2 separate regions of the Pan troglodytes genome follow, and region 2 is linked to region 1. The links are chromatin contacts, called in public Hi-C maps. All regions are on one chromosome and are shown on one strand. The core of a region is the stretch at or near the end of the contact, and the rest is flanking DNA. Distances in the headings are between cores, read along the strand shown.

Region 1 (7,668 bases), core at 4,028-6,527:
AGGTAATGCAGTCATAGCAGGGCCTGGGACGCTGACCTCAGCGGTAGGGAACCCCTGGGCGATGGGTTAGGAGAAAGGAGCCCTTGAGGGAGGCCTGAGAGCAAGCCCAAGCCTCCAGCCGGGGTGAGCCTAGAGGGCTTCCTGGAGGTGGAGTCTAGCCTGGCACCCAGGGTGGGTGGAAACTGATCGTCATTTTGCCCACAGGAATCCTCGTAGCCCACTACCTCCAGAGCATCACGCCTTGCCTGGCCCTGGGTGGAGAGCTGGTCTACCACCGGCGGCCTGGAGAGGAGGGCACTGTCATGTCTCTAGCTGGGAAATACACATGTGAGCCTGGCGCCTGGGTCCGAGGGTGGAGGGGCTGGGCCCCTGGACTCCTCCTGGGTCTGAGGGAGGACGGGCTGGGGCCCTGGACACTCAGGTCTGAGGGAGGAGGCCTGGGTTCCCAGATGCCCAAATCCCCTTGGTAATGAGACCCCGCCTCCACCCCGCTCTCTGACAGTGAACAACTGGTTGGCAACGGTAACGTTGGGCCAGGCGGGCATGCACGCAACATACTACCACAAAGCCAGTGACCAGGTGAGTGGGTGCAGGGACTAGCTGGTGCTGCCAGGGGCTGCTGGGCCTGGAAGTCCAGGTGGGGCCACTCGCTAATTCTCATGTGTTGCTCCGGCCCCTCCAGCTGCAGGTGGGTGTGGAGTTTGAGGCCAGCACAAGGATGCAGGACACCAGCGTCTCCTTCGGGTACCAGCTGGACCTGCCCAAGGCCAACCTCCTCTTCAAAGGTAAAGGTCTCGGTTCCCCTACGCGGGAAACAGGCAAGAGGTGACTCAACTCTGAGTGGATGTGTGGGCCACCACAGGTGCTGGAGGACAGTGTGCTGCCACCCTGTGGGCCTCCACATTACCGGGGAACACTTGTTAAAAAGTAGGTGGGGCCGGGTACGGTGGCTCATGCCTGTAATCCCAGCACTTTGGGAGGCCAAGGCGGGCCGAGGTAAGGAGATTGAGACCATCCTGGCTAACACGGTGAAACCCCGTCTCTACTAAAAATACAAAAACAAAATTAGCCGGGTGTGGTTGCGGGTGCCTATAGTCCCAACTACTGAGGCTGAGGCGGGAAAATGGTATGAACCCAGGAGGCGGAGCTTGCGGTGAGCCGAGATCGTGCCACCGCACTCCAGCCTGGGCGACAGAGCGACTTCGTCTCAAAAAAAAAAAAGTAGGTGGACAACCCTCTACTATGTTTTATGCTTGGAAAAAAAAAGTAGGTAGAGCGGCCAGGCGTGGTGACTCACGCCTGTAATCCCAGCATTTTGGGAGGCCAAGCCAGGTAGAATACTTAAGGCCAGGAGTTGGAGACCAGCCTGGCCAACGTGGTGAAATCCCCTCTCTACTAAAAGTACAAACATTAGCCGGGTGTGGTAGCGTGCTGCAACTGTAGTCCCCGCTACTTAGGAGGCTGAGGCACAAGAATCACTTGAACCTGGGAGGCGGAGGTTGCAGGGAGTTGAGACTGCACCACTGCACTCCAGCCTGGGTGACAGAGTGAGACTCCATCTCCAAAAAAAATAAAATGAAATAAATAAATAAATGTTAAAAAAAATCTGGTGGAGCATCTGATGGGTGTTTGGGCCAAGCTGGAGCTTTGTCCATCCCCTCTTATTTTTCTGCACTTGACTCTCTTATTTTTCTGAGACTGGTCTCCCTCTGTCGCCCAGGCTAGAGTGCAGCAGTGCAACTGCGGCTCACTGCAGCCTCCACCTCCCAGGCTCAAGCAGCCTTCCCACCTCAGCCTCCTGAGTAGCTAGGACCACAGGTGTATGCCACCAGGCCCAGTTAATTTTTTTGATAGTTTTGGGAGAGACAGGGGTTTCACCATGTTGCCCAGGCTGGTCTCGAACTCCTGGACTCAAGCCTTGGCCTCCCAAAGTGCTGGGATTATAGGTGTGAGCCACCACACCCAGCCAGGGTAGAAGGCACTTTGGAAGCATGGAGCCTGCCCCATTCATCTTACGTTAGTGGAAACTGAGGCTTCCAGAGGTTTCAAGGTCACAACTAAATCCAGAACCTCATCTCAGGCACACTGGTCGTAGTCCCAATGTCCAGTCTTAAGTCTTCTTGGATATCTGTGGCTCACAGATTTTGGGTGTTTGAGCCTCCTGCTGAGCACTGCTGGGGACACAGCGGTGACCAGCCCTGTCTTCACGGGACTCAGTGAGAGGAACAGATTCATCCGCAGAGTGGGCAGGACTAGGTTGGGGGAACCCAGGGGTCTGGAGGGCTTTTCAGAGGGCAGGGGTCACTGAGCGGAGAGCAGAGGAGGAGGGAGCCATTTGCTCCAGCGTGAAGTTGTTGGTGTGATGGGGTTTCAGGGTGGCAGGAGCAGTGTGGTTAGAGGTCTGGAAGCTGTCGGCATGTGGCTGGTATCCAAGGTGGCCAGGAACTCTGCATGGATATGGTGGGAAGCTGGCACGCCTCTCACCTCAGCTCTTCCCTGCAGGCTCTGTGGATAGCAACTGGATCGTGGGTGCCACGCTGGAGAAGAAGCTCCCGCCCCTGCCCCTGACACTGGCCCTTGGGGCCTTCCTGAATCACCGCAAGAACAAGTTCCAGTGTGGCTTTGGCCTCACCATCGGCTGAGCCCTCCTGGCCCCCGCCTTCCACGCCCTTCCGATTCCACCTCCACCTCCACCTCCCCCTGCCACAGAGGGGAGACCTGAGCCCCCCTCCCTTCCCTCCCCCCTTGGGGGTCGGGGGGGACATCGGAAAGGAGGGACCCCGCCACCCCAGCAGCTGAGGAGGGGATTCTGGAACCGAATGGCGCTTCGGGATTCTGAGTAGCAGGGGCAGCGTGCCCAGTGGGCCTGGGGTCCCGGGAGGGATTCCGGAATTGAGGGGCACGCAGGATTCTGAGCACCAGGGGCAGAGGCGGCCAGACAACCTCAGGGAGGAGTGTCCTGGCGTCCCCATCCTCCAAAGGGCCTGGGCCCGCCCCGAGGGGGCAGCGAGAGGAGCTTCCCCATCCCTGGTCAGTCCACCCTGCCCCGTCCACTTTCCCATCTCCTCGGTATAAATCATGTTTATAAGTTATGGAAGAACCAGGACATTTTACAGAAAAAAAACAAAAAACAACAAAAAATATACGTGGGAAAAAAAACGATGGGAGGCCTCCGTTTTCTCAAGTGTGTCTGGCCTGTTTTGAGCATTTCATCCGGAGTCTGGCCGCCCTGACCTTCCCCCAGCCGCCTGCAGGGGGCGCCAGAGGGCCGGAGCACGGAAAGCAGCGGATCCTTGATGCTACCTTAAGTCCGGCTCAGAGGGGCGCAGCGTGGCCTGGGGTCGCTGTCTCCCCATCCGGAACATCTGCCCTGCTGGGGGACACCACGGGCCTTCCCTTGCCTGAGGGTAGGGTCTCAAGGTCACTTGCCCCCAGCTTGACCTGGCCGGAGTGGCTATAGAGGACTTTGTCCCTGCAGACTGCAGCAGCAGAGATGACACTGTCTCTGAGTGCAGAGATGGGGGCAGGGAGCTGGGAGAGGGTTCAAGCTACTGGAACAGCTTCAGAACAACTAGGGTACTAGGAACTGCTGTGTCAGGGAGAAGGGGCTCAAGGACTCGTAGGCCTTGGAGGAGGGGCCTAGGCCAGCCATGGGAGTTGGGTCACCTGTGTCTGAGGACTTGGTGCTGTCTGGATTTTGCCACCCTAGGGCTGGGGTCAGCTGATGCCCACCACGACTCCCGAGCCTACAGGAACTGAAACCCTGTCTGCCCCCAGGGTCTGGGGAAGGAGGCTGCTGAGTAGAACCAACCCCAGGTTACCAACCCCACCTCAGCCACCCCTTGCCAGCCAAAGCAAACAGGCCCGGCCCGGCACTGGGGGTTCCTTCTCGAACCAGGAGTTCAGCCTCCCCTGACCCGCAGAATCTTCTGATCCCACCCGCTCCAGGAGCCAGGAATGAATCCCAGCCCCTCCCAGTTCTCGCTGTGTGGTTTTGCCATTCGTCTTGCTGCTGAACCACGGGTTTCTCCTCTGAAACATCTGGGATTTATAACAGGGCTTAGGAAAGTGACAGCGTCTGAGCGTTCACTGTGGCCTGTCCATTGCTAGCCCTAACATAGGACCGCTGTGTGCCAGGGCTGTCCTCCATGCTCAATACACGTTAGCTTGTCACCAAACATATCCGTGCCGCTGCTCCCAGTCTGATGAGCAAAGGAACTTGATGCTCAGAGAGGACAAGTCATTTGCCCAAGGTCACACAGCTGGCAACTGGCAGAGCCAGGATTCACGCCCTGGCAATTTGACTCTAGAATCCTAACCTTAACCCAGAAGCACGGCTTCAAGCCCCTGGAAACCACAATGCCTGTGGCAGCCAGGGGGAGGTGCTGGAATCTCATTTCACATGTGGGGAGGGGGCTCCCCTGTGCTCAAGGTCACAACCAAAGAGGAAGCTGTGATTAAAACCCAGGTCCCATTTGCAAAGCCTCGACTTGTAGCAGATGCATCATACTGTTCCCACCCCTCCCATCCCACTTCTGTCCAGCCGCCTAGCCCCACTTTCTTTTTTTTCTTTTTTTGAGACAGTCTCCCTCTTGCTGAGGCTGGAGTGCAGTGGCGAGATCTCGGCTCACTGTAACCTCCGCCTCCCGGGTTCAAGCGATTCTCCTGCCTCAGCCTCCCAAGTAGCTAGGATTACAGGCGCCCGCCACCACACCTGGCTAACTTTTGTACTTTTAGTAGAGATGGGGTTTCACCATGTTGGCCAGGCTGGTCTCAAACTCCTGACCTTAAGTGCTTCGCCCACTGTGGCCTCCCAAAGTGCTGGGATTACAGGCATGAGCTACCGCCCCCAGCCCCTCCCATCCCACTTCTGTCCAGCCCCCCAGCCCTACTTTCTTTCTGGGATCCAGGAGTCCAGATCCCCAGCCCCCTCTCCAGATTACATTCATCCAGGCACAGGAAAGGACAGGGTCAGGGAAGGAGGACTCTGGGCGGCAGCCTCCACATTCCCCTTCCACGCTTGGCCCCCAGAATGGAGGAGGGTGTCTGGATTACTGGGCGAGGTGTCCTCCCTTCCTGGGGACTGTGGGGGGTGGTCAAAAGGCCTCTATGCCCCACCTCCTTCCTCCCTCTGCCCTGCTGTGCCTGGGGCAGGGGGAGAACAGCCCACCTCGTGACTGGGGGCTGGCCCAGCCCGCCCTATCCCTGGGGGAGGGGGCGGGACAGGGGGAGCCCTATAATTGGACGAGTCTGGGATCCTTGAGTCCTACTCAGCCCCAGCGGAGGTGAAGGACGTCCTTCCCCAGGAGCCGGTGAGAAGCGCAGTCGGGGGCACGGGGATGAGCTCAGGGGCCTCTAGAAAGATGTAGCTGGGACCTTGGGAAGCCCTGGCCTCCAGGTAGTCTCAGGAGAGCTACTCGGGGTCGGGCTTGGGGAGAGGAGGAGCGGGGGTGAGGCAAGCAGCAGGGGACTGGACCTGGGAAGGGCTGGGCAGCAGAGACGACCCGACCCGCTAGAAGGTGGGGTGGGGAGAGCAGCTGGACTGGGATCTAAGCCATAGCAGGACTCCACGAGTTGTCACTATCATTTATCGAGCACCTACTGGGTGTCCCCAGTGTCCTCAGATCTCCATAACTGGGGAGCCAGGGGCAGCGACACGGTAGCTAGCCGTCGATTGGAGAACTTTAAAATGAGGACTGAATTAGCTCATAAATGGAACACGGCGCTTAAATGTGAGGTTGGAGCTTAGAATGTGAAGGGAGAATGAGGAATGCGAGACTGGGACTGAGATGGAACCGGCGGTGGGGAGGGGGTGGGGGGATGGAATTTGAACCCCGGGAGAGGAAGATGGAATTTTCTATGGAGGCCGACCTCGGGATGGGGAGATAAGAGAAGACCAGGAGGGAGTTAAATAGGGAATGGGTTGGGGGCGGCATGGTAAATGTTTGTGCTGGGATTAGGCTGTTGCAGATAATGGAACAAGGCTTGGAAGGCTAACCTGGGGTGAGGCCGGGTTGGGGCCGGGCTGGGGGTGGGAGGAGTCCTCACTGGCGGTTGATTGACAGTTTCTCCCTCCCCAGACTGGCCAATCACAGGCAGGAAGATGAAGGTTCTGTGGGCTGCGTTGCTGGTCACATTCCTGGCAGGTATGGGGGCGGGGCTTGCTCGGTTCCCCCCGCTCCTCCCCCTCTCATCCTCACCTCAACCTCCTGGCCCCATTCAGGCAGACCCTGGGCCCCCTCTTCTTCTGCTGGTCTGTCTTCCCCTTGAGAGGAAGGCCCAGGTCTGAGGCTTCTGTGCTGCTTCCTGGCTCTGAACAGCGATTTGACGCTCTCTGGGCCTCGGTTTCCCCCATCCTTGAGACAGGAGTTAGAAGTTGTTTTGTTGTTGTTGTTTGTTGTTGTTTTGTTTTTTTGAGATGAAGTCTCGCTCTGTCGCCCAGGCTGGAGTGCAGTGGCTCCCAGGCTGGAGTGCAGTGGCGGGATCTCGGCTCACTGCAAGCTCCGCCTCCCAGGTCCACGCCATTCTCCTGCCTCAGCCTCCCAAGTAGCTGGGACTACAGGCACATGCCACCACACCCGACTAACTTTTTTGTATTTTTAGTAGAGACGGGGTTTCACCATGTTGGCCAGGCTGGTCTGGAACTCCTGACCTCAGGTGATCTGCCCGTTTCGATCTCCCAAAGTGCTGGGATTACAGGCGTGAGCCACCGCGCCTGGCTGGGAGTTAGAGGTTTCTAATGCATTGCAGGCAGGTAGTGAATACCAGACACGGGGCAGCTGTGATCTTTATTCTCCATCACCCCACACAGCCCTGCCTGGGGCACACAAGGACACTCAATACATGCTTTTCCGCTGGGCGCGGTGGCTCACCCCTGTAATCCCAGCACTTCGGGAGGCCAAGGTGGGAGGATCACTTGAGCCCAGGAGTTCAACACCAGCCTGGGCAACATAGTGAGACCCTGTCTCTACTAAAAATACAAAAATTAGCCAGGCATGGTGCCACACACCTGTGGTCTCAGCTACTCAGGAGGCCGAGGCAGGAGGATCGCTTGAGCCCAGAAGGTCAAGGTTGCAGTGAACTATGTTCAGGCCGCTGCACTCCAGCCTGGGTGACAGAGCAAGACCCTGTCTATAAATACATAACGCTTGTCAAGTGATTAAACCGACTCCCCCCTCACCCTGCCCACCATGGCTCCAAAGAAGCATTTGTGGAGCACCTTCTGTGTGCCCCTAGGTACTAGATGCCTGGACGGGGTCAGAAGGACCCTGACCCACCTTGAACTTGTTCCACACAGGATGCCAGGCCAAGGTGGAGCAAGTGGTGGAGACAGAGCCGGAGCCCGAGCTGCACCAGCAGGCCGAGTGGCAGAGCGGCCAGCGCTGGGAACTGGCGCTGGGTCACTTTTGGGATTACCTGCGCTGGGTGCAGACACTGTCTGAGCAGGTGCAGGAGGAGCTGCTCAGCTCCCAGGTCACCCAGGAACTGACGTGAGTGTCCCCATCCTGGCCCTTGACCCTCCTGGTGGGCGGCTATACCTCCCCAGGTCCAGGTTTCATTCTGCCCCTGTCGCTAAGTCTTGGGGGGCCTGGGTCTCTGCTGGTTCTAGCTTCCTCTTCCCATTTCTGACTCCTGGCTTTAGCTCTCTGGAATTCTCTCTCAGCTTTG
Region 2 (7,517 bases), core at 840-3,339, 42 kb after region 1:
ATTTGAGCTTCTGCTTAGAGTTGGGGTGGCTGAGGTGGGGAGGATCCCTTGAGCCCAGGAGTTTGAGGATGCAGTGAGCTGTGATCTTGCCACCGTGTTCCAGCCTGGGTGACAGAGAAACCCCATTTCTAAAAAAGAGAAAGAAAAAGGGCTAGGTACAATGGCTCATGCCTGTAATCCCAGCACTCTGGGAGGCCGAGGCGGGTGGATCACTTGAGGTCAGGAGTTCGACACCAGCCTTACCAGCATGATGAAACCACATCTATACTAAAAATACAAAAATTAGCCGGGTGTGGTAGCATATGCCTGTAATCCCAGCTATTCCAGAGGCTGAGACAGGAGAATTGCTTGAACCCAGGAAGCGGAGGTTGTAGTGAGCCCAGATCGTGCCACTGTACTCTAGCCTGGGTGACAGAGCAAGACTCAGTCTTGGGGGAAAAAAAGAATGAAAAAATTTAAAAAACTAAAAAAGAACTGGAGGCTGGGCGTGGTGGCTTACACTTGTAATCCAAACGCTTTGGGAGGCCAAGGCAGACGGATCACTTGATGTCAGGAGTTGGAGACCAGCCTGGCCAACATGGTGAAACCCCGTCTCTACTAAAAATACAAAAATTAGACAGGCATGGTGGTGCATGCTTGTATTTCCAGTTACTCAGGAGGCTGAGGCAGGAGAATCGCTCGAACCCGGAAGACAGAGGTTGCGGTGAGCCAAAATTGCGCCATCGCACTCCAGCCTGGGCAAGAGAACAAGACCTTGTCTCGGAAAAAAAAAAAGAATTGTAGACCATTTGCTTGTGTTCTTTCTCCGGGGATCAGATCTCACCCTCTTTCTGCCGTACTTCCTCATCTCCTACGTGTGGATGATGATATTGTGCCCTGTGCATGTTCTTCGTCACCAAAAGTGCCTCTCTCATAGAGCAGGTGAGAACTCAGTGAGGAGATGCAGGGACATGAGGTCTGACTTAGGGCAGAGCCCTAAGGTAACACATTTGATCTACTGTAGGTCCTTAATGGTGTCTGCAGAGCACCTCCCTGCACTGACTCAGCCTTAGCAAAGGGCAGAGGCTTTGCTGTGTTCCCTGCTGGGCCCAGAACTGTTTAGGTGCTCAAGAAAGCCTTCTAGGCTGGGCTCAGTGGCTCACACCTGTACTCCCAGCACCCTGGGGAGGCCGAGATGGGAGGATCGCTTGAGCCCAGGAGTTCCAGACCAGCCTGGGCAACAAAGCAAGTCTCCCATCTCTACAAAAGAATAAAAATTAGCAGCTGGGCATGGTGGCTCATGCCTGTAATTCCAGCACTTTGGGAGGCCAAGGCAGGCAAATCACTTGAGGTTAGGAGTTCAAGACCAGCCTGGCCAACATGGTGAAACCCCATCTCTACTAAAAATACAAAAATCAGGTGGGGCACAGTGGCTCAAGCCTGTAATCCTAGCACTTCGGGAGGCCAAGGTGGGCGGATCACGAGGTCAGAAGTTCGAGACCAGCCTGGCCAGCATGGTGAAACCCCATCTCTACTAAAAATACAAAATATTAGCCGGGCATGGTGGCAGGTGCTTGTGATTCCAGCTCCTTGGGAGGCTGAGGCAGAAGAATTGCTAGAACCCTGGAGGCAGAGGTTGCAGTGAGCCGAGAACACGCCACTGCACTCCAGCCTGGGTGACAGAGCGAGACTCCATCTCAAAAAATACAAAAACAAAAATCAGCCGGGTGGTGGCGGGTGCCTGTAATCCCAGCTACTGGGGAGGCTGAGGCAGGAGAATTGCTTGAACCTGGGAGGTGGGGGTTGCAGTGAGCCGAGATTGCACCACTGCACTCCAGCCTGGGCAACAGAGTGAGATTCCATCTCAAAAAAGAAAAAAATAATAATTAAAATGTTAAAATCAGGAGTAGAATCACAGAATGTTGGAAAGTGAGGCCCAAGAAGGGGGCTGTGTCCAAGTCCATGCATGGGAAACTTGACTGGGACACCGAGCACACACAGGGCAGGATCTCAGTTCCCCCCCACCAGAGTGGGGCGTGACCACAGGAACAGCCACCTCCAGTCAGCCTGCCACATGTCACCCCCTCAATGTTCCAGGTCTCTGGACACTATGGGCACACGACTCCTCCCGGCTCTGTTTCTTGTGCTCCTGGTATTGGGATTTGGTGAGTGTGGGCTTCCGGGGAGGGAAGCCTTGGGGAGGGGAATGAGCTCCAAGCATCTTCCCAGCCCAGGCCCTTCTTACCTCTGCCTCTGCCCTCTCCTCTTCTTCCTTCCTCCTTTCCCCCTGCTGCAGCCCCACGGGCTCTCCTGACACACTCTCCCCCTGCAGAGGTCCAGGGGACCCAACAGCCCCAGCAAGATGAGACGCCTAGCCCGACCTTCCTCACCCAGGTGAAGGAATCTCTCTCCAGTTACTGGGAGTCAGCAAAGACAGCCGCCCAGAACCTGTACGAGAAGACATACCTGCCCGCTGTAGATGAGAAACTCAGGTAGCACCTGCCCCTGGAGAAATGGGGTCTGGCCCATACCACCGACTGCATCCAGGACCCAGAAGTTGAGGCCCCAGCCCCTCCTCCCTCAGACCCAGGAGTCCAGGCCTCAGCCCCTCCTCCCTCAGACTCAGGAGTCCAGGCCCCCAGCCCCTCCTCCCTCAGACCCAGGAGTCCAGGCCCCCAGCCCCTCCTCCCTCAGACCCAGGAGTCCAGGCCCCCAGCCCCTCCTCCCTCAGACCCAGGAGTCCAGGCCCCCAGACCCTCCTCCCTCAGACCCAGGGGTCCAGACCCCCAGCCCCTCCTCCCTCTAACCATCTGTGCTTTCTCCCCAGGGACTTGTACAGCAAAAGCACAGCAGCCATGAGCACTTACACAGGCATTTTTACTGACCAAGTTCTTTCTGTGCTGAAGGGAGAGGAGTAACAGCCAGACCCCCCATCAGTGGACAAGGGGAGAGTCCCTCACTCCCCTGATCCCCCAGGTTCAGACTGAGCTCCCCCTTCCCAGTAGCTCTTGCATCCTCCTCCCAACTCTAGCCTGAATTCTTTTCAATAAAAAATACAATTCAAGTTGCTTCTCATGGATGGCACTGCTTTTCTGAGGACTCAAGGGCCAAGATGGAGGGGCTGACTCAGTCCAGCCAACATTTAATGAGCACCTACTTTATGTATGGAGCCCTAACCCATGGGTCCATGGGAATAAAGCAGTGAATAGTAACAATAAATAATCGTAACAGCAATTAGAGACTAATCTTTATTGAAGTCCGGCTTTCTCTCTTTTTTTATTTTTTGAGACAGGGTTTCACTCTGTCACCCAGGCTGGACAGCAGTGGTGCAATCTCGGCTCACTGCACCCTCCGCCTCCCAGGTTCCAGCGATTCTGTGTGCCTCAGCCTCTGGAGTAGCTGGGATTATGGGCATGTGCCACTGTGCACGGCTAATGTTTGTATTTTTAGTAGGGTTTTGCCAGTTGGCTAGGCTGGTCTCAAACTTCTGACCTCAAGTGATCCACCCGCCTCAGCCTCCCAAAGTACTGGGGTGACAGGCATGAGCCACCGCGCCAGGCCAAAATCCAGCTTTCTCATTTGTAAAATGACAAATCATAGATACAGCTAGTCCACAGTGGCCTCTGACAGTCTCCAGTTGTTAACGGTGAATGGTGTCCAGGTTTTTGGCGTCCTGAACAAAGAACTGGACAAAACGCACAAACAAAGCAAGGAAGGAATGAAGGGATTTATTGAAAAGAAACATACACCAAACAGAGTGGGAGCGGGCCCAAGCATATGGGTTCAAAAGCCCTGTTACAGAATTTTTGGGAGTTTAAACTCCCCCTAGAGGATTCCCCTTCCACTGGTTACTTCTGGTACACCCTATGTAAATGGAGAGGATGAAGAAAAGTTACAAAGTCATTTATGGCCTACCGGAGAGGATGTTTCCTGTTATAGCTGAAGTGAATTGGCCTTATGTTCCCTGCCTCCCTATTTTCCTGCCTTACAGTTGCTGGACTGACACATTTTTTATTTTATTTATTTTGTTTTGAGATAAGGTCTTGCTCTGTCGCCCAGGCTGAAGTGCAGTGGTGAGATCTTGGCTTACTGTAGCCTTGACCTTTTGGGCTCAAGAGATCCTCCCATCTCAGCCTCCCAAGTAGTTGGGACTAGGGATGCCCACTGCCACACCTGGCTAATTTTTTGTATTTTTAGTAGAGACGGGGTTTCGTCAAGTTGCCTAGGCTAGTCTCCAATTCCTGGGCTCAAGCGATCTGCCCACCTTGCCCTTCCAAAGTGTTGGGATTACGGGTGTGAACCACCGCACCAGGCCTGGGCTGACACTTTAAACGTGCCATTGCAATCAGTGTATAATGGTCCCGTGGCAGAGGGAGAATGGTGCCCAAGTCAGTACTTCTTGGCTGGGACCCAAGAAGACAAACCTCTAGGGCCGGCGTGGTGGCGCACGCCTGTAATCCCAGCACTTTGGTTGGCTGAGGTGGGCAGATCATCTGAGGTCAGGAGTTCAAGACCAGCCTGGCCAACATGGTGAAACCTTGTCTCTAATAAAAACACAAAAATTAGCTAGGGGTGGCCCGCGCCTGTAATCCCAGTTACCTGGAGGCTGAGGCAGGAGAATTGCTTGTACCCTGGAGGCGGAGATAGTGCCACTGCACTCCAGCCTGGGCAGCAGAGTGAGACTCCGTCTCTAAAAAAAAAAAGAAAAACTTATTAAAAAAAAATTGCAAGCAAAAAGCACAGAAGGCAGAAGGTGCAAATAAGCAGAGGCTCCATGGTCTGAAGGAAGCCAGTGCTGGGACCATGAATGAAGGGGGCTGGGGGCCAAGATTCCTGTATCCTGAGGGAGTCCAGGGTGGTACTGCTCCCCAAGTCCCATGGGTGGGGCTATTGGTCTCTGGGGATCCACTGCTTGTATTTCTCCTAATCTGCTTGGCATTAACCTCCTGCCAGGCTTTCAACACCCTTGTGGCAGTTTTCCCAGGTCCTGAGGCTGGGCAGCTGAGTCCAGTAAAAAACAGGGGCCCTGGAGAGGGACTGTGGGCAATGCCCCCGAGTCCCCGGGGCCTGGGAAGAACAGAGGCTGCCAAGCGCAGGGGGTGGTGGGGAGGGGAAGACCCTGGAGTAACAATCCCTGCTCTGTCCCCTTGGTTCCCACGGACTCGAGCCAAACCAAAGCACTGCCCGGACCAGTTCGGCTTCCAACCAATCCTGGTGCTGGCCTCAGACTCCTCCTTTCTTTCTCAGAACCCCATTCCCCTCAGGGCCCCCAGAGTCCAGGCCCCTAGATTCTTCTTCCCCTAGAACTCAGGAGTCTGGGACCCCCCAATCCCTTCTCCTCAGGACCTAGAAGGTTGGATCCCCAGCCCCCTTTCTCCCTTAGAACCTGAAATCACAGCCCTTGATCAGTATTTTGTGCCCCCTAGTGGAGAGAAGAGTGGGTCTGTCCTGTGACTGACTTACAGCAGGAATGGCAGAATTTTTTACTTATTATGATTTTTAATTTCTTTAGAGACAGGGTCTCACTCTGTCACCCAGGCTGGAGTGCAGTAGTGTGATCACAGCTAATTGCAACCTCGAACAAACTCCTGGGCTCCGGCATCCCTCCCACCTCAGCCTCGGAGTAGCTGGACCACAGGTGGATGCCACCACACCACCTAATTTTGTTAATTTTTAGTAGAGCTAGGATCTCGCTATGTCACCAAGGCTGGTCTTAAACTCCTAGGCTCAAGCGATCCTTCTGCCTCAGCCTCCCAGAGTGCTAGGATTACAGGCATGAGCCACGAAGCCTGGACGGAATGGCAGAATTTATTTGGTCACTCCACAGAGCGTAGGGAGGCTCTGCAGGGAACCTGCCTCCACAGGAGCCCTGTCCAAGGTCACACTTCTCATGAGAAGCTTAGACCTCATCATGCTCCAACACATTGGCCCTTGCAGTGTATGAGACTTGGAGAGCAGATTGCAGCAGTTTGTATTTATAGCTGAGAGCGCAGTTGGGGTTGCAGTGAGGCTGGAGAAAGTTTCAAAGCCCCTCACTTGCCTGGGCTTTCCATGGTCCTCTACCTAAATTTGTACAAGTCATTTTGTACTTTTTTTTTTTTCAAGACAGAGTTTCCCTTTTGTTGCCCAGGCTGGAGTGCGATGGCATGATCTCGGCTCACCACAACCTCCGTTTCCCAGGTTCAAGCGATTCTCCTGCCTTGGCCTCCCAAGTAGCTGGGATTACAGGCATGTACCACCATGCCCAGCTAATTTTGTACTTTTAGTAGAGATGGGGTTTCTCCATTTTGGTCAGGCTGGTCTCGAACTCCCGACCTCAGGTGATCCGCCAGCCTCTGCCTCCCAAAGTGCTGGGATTACAGTGTGAGCCACCACACCCAGCCAATTTTGTACTTTTTAAAAGAGGCCAGGCCAGGCGCGGTGGCTCATGCCTGTACTCCCAGCACTTTGGGAGACAGAGGCAGGCGGATCACGAGGTCAGGAGATCAAGACCATCCTGGCTAACACGGTGAAACCCCGTCTCTACTAAAAATACAAAAAATTAGCTGGGCGTGGTGGTGGGCGCCTGTAGTCCCAGCTACTCCGGAGGCTGAGACAGGAGAATGGTGTGAACCCAGGAGGCGGAGCTTGCATTGAGCTGAGATCATGCCACTGCACTCCAGCCTGGGTGACAGAGCAAGACTCGGTCTCAAAAAAAAAAAAAAAAGAGGCCCACAAAACACATAAGCTTCAGACCCCACAAGGTCTCTCCTCAATCCCTGTCTTAGTCTATTCACTTCATCCCTGGACTTAAAAGACTGGGCCTACACATTCAAAGAATCGTTATTAACACCATTATTGTCTGTAACAGTGAGGATGAGGCACTGAGTTTTCTTTTTCTTTTCTTTCTTCTTTTTTGGAGGCGGAGTCTTGCTCTGTTGCCCAGGCCGGAATTCAGTGGCATGATCTTGGCTCACTGCAACCTCTGCCTCCCGGGTTCAAGCAATTCTCCTGCCTCAGCCTCCCGAGTAGCTGGAGTTACAGACGTCCGCCACCATGCCCGGCTAATTTTTGTATTTTTAGTAGAGACGGGGTTTCACAATGTTGGCCAGGCTGGTCTCGAACTCCCGACCTCAGGTGATCCGCCTGCCTCGGCCTCCCAAAGTGCTGGGATTACAGCCGTGAGCCACCGCCCCTGGCTGAGGAGGGAAGTTTTCTAAGGTTCCTTCTTGTCCTGTGTTAGCCCTCAGAGAGGTAAGTCACTCACCTTCTGCACCTAGAGAGCCTCATCCCCAGGGCAATCATCCCCAGGGCAGTGCTGGAGATACAGCAGTGACCACAACAGTCCCAGGTCAGCCTGCCCAGTTGGGGAGACACACCCATCCCTGACAGTGATGACACAAAGTGAGCAGGGATGGGGTGGAGGAGCTGAGGGGGCAAGGGAGGATAGGAAAAGGGCTCAGAGAGAGTTTCCTAGAGCGAGAGCTACTGTTACAGAGCTGAGACCTAGAGGAAAGTGGAGGAAACCGATAATACAATGATAATTATATATTCAGAAT

What was found. A called contact is a pair of places that touch in the nucleus more often than the background predicts.
Region 2: a Hi-C map of induced pluripotent stem cells shows a contact between it and region 1, with 2.8 times the contacts expected there. The contact joins the promoter of APOC2 here to the promoter of APOE in region 1. A contact is called at or near these places in 4 of 7 Hi-C or Micro-C datasets (blood, induced pluripotent stem cells and stem cell-derived neural progenitor cells), 1 of 1 datasets of contacts at active chromatin or transcription factors (stem cell-derived excitatory neurons) and 1 of 1 other capture datasets (stem cell-derived neural stem cells).

The regions. Positions count from the first base shown.
Region 1 is chr20:47,856,864-47,864,531 of NHGRI_mPanTro3-v2.0_pri, forward strand. APOE (apolipoprotein E) reads left to right here and starts at 5,278. Exons shown (of 4, transcript NM_001009007.1): 1 at 5,278-5,312; 2 at 6,081-6,146; 3 at 7,298-7,490. The coding sequence starts at 6,104. It overlaps TOMM40 (translocase of outer mitochondrial membrane 40), which reads left to right. Exons shown (of 10, transcript XM_016936178.4): 7 at 205-327; 8 at 503-579; 9 at 683-785; 10 at 2,503-3,162. The coding sequence ends at 2,642.
Region 2 is chr20:47,901,948-47,909,464 of NHGRI_mPanTro3-v2.0_pri, forward strand. It overlaps APOC2 (apolipoprotein C2), which reads left to right and starts at 2,090. Exons shown (of 3, transcript NM_001243899.1): 1 at 2,090-2,144; 2 at 2,312-2,471; 3 at 2,807-2,897. The coding sequence starts at 2,090. The coding sequence ends at 2,897. It overlaps LOC129138105 (a long non-coding RNA gene), which reads right to left. Exons shown (of 2, transcript XR_008541082.1): 1 at 7,226-7,517; 2 at 3,692-4,669.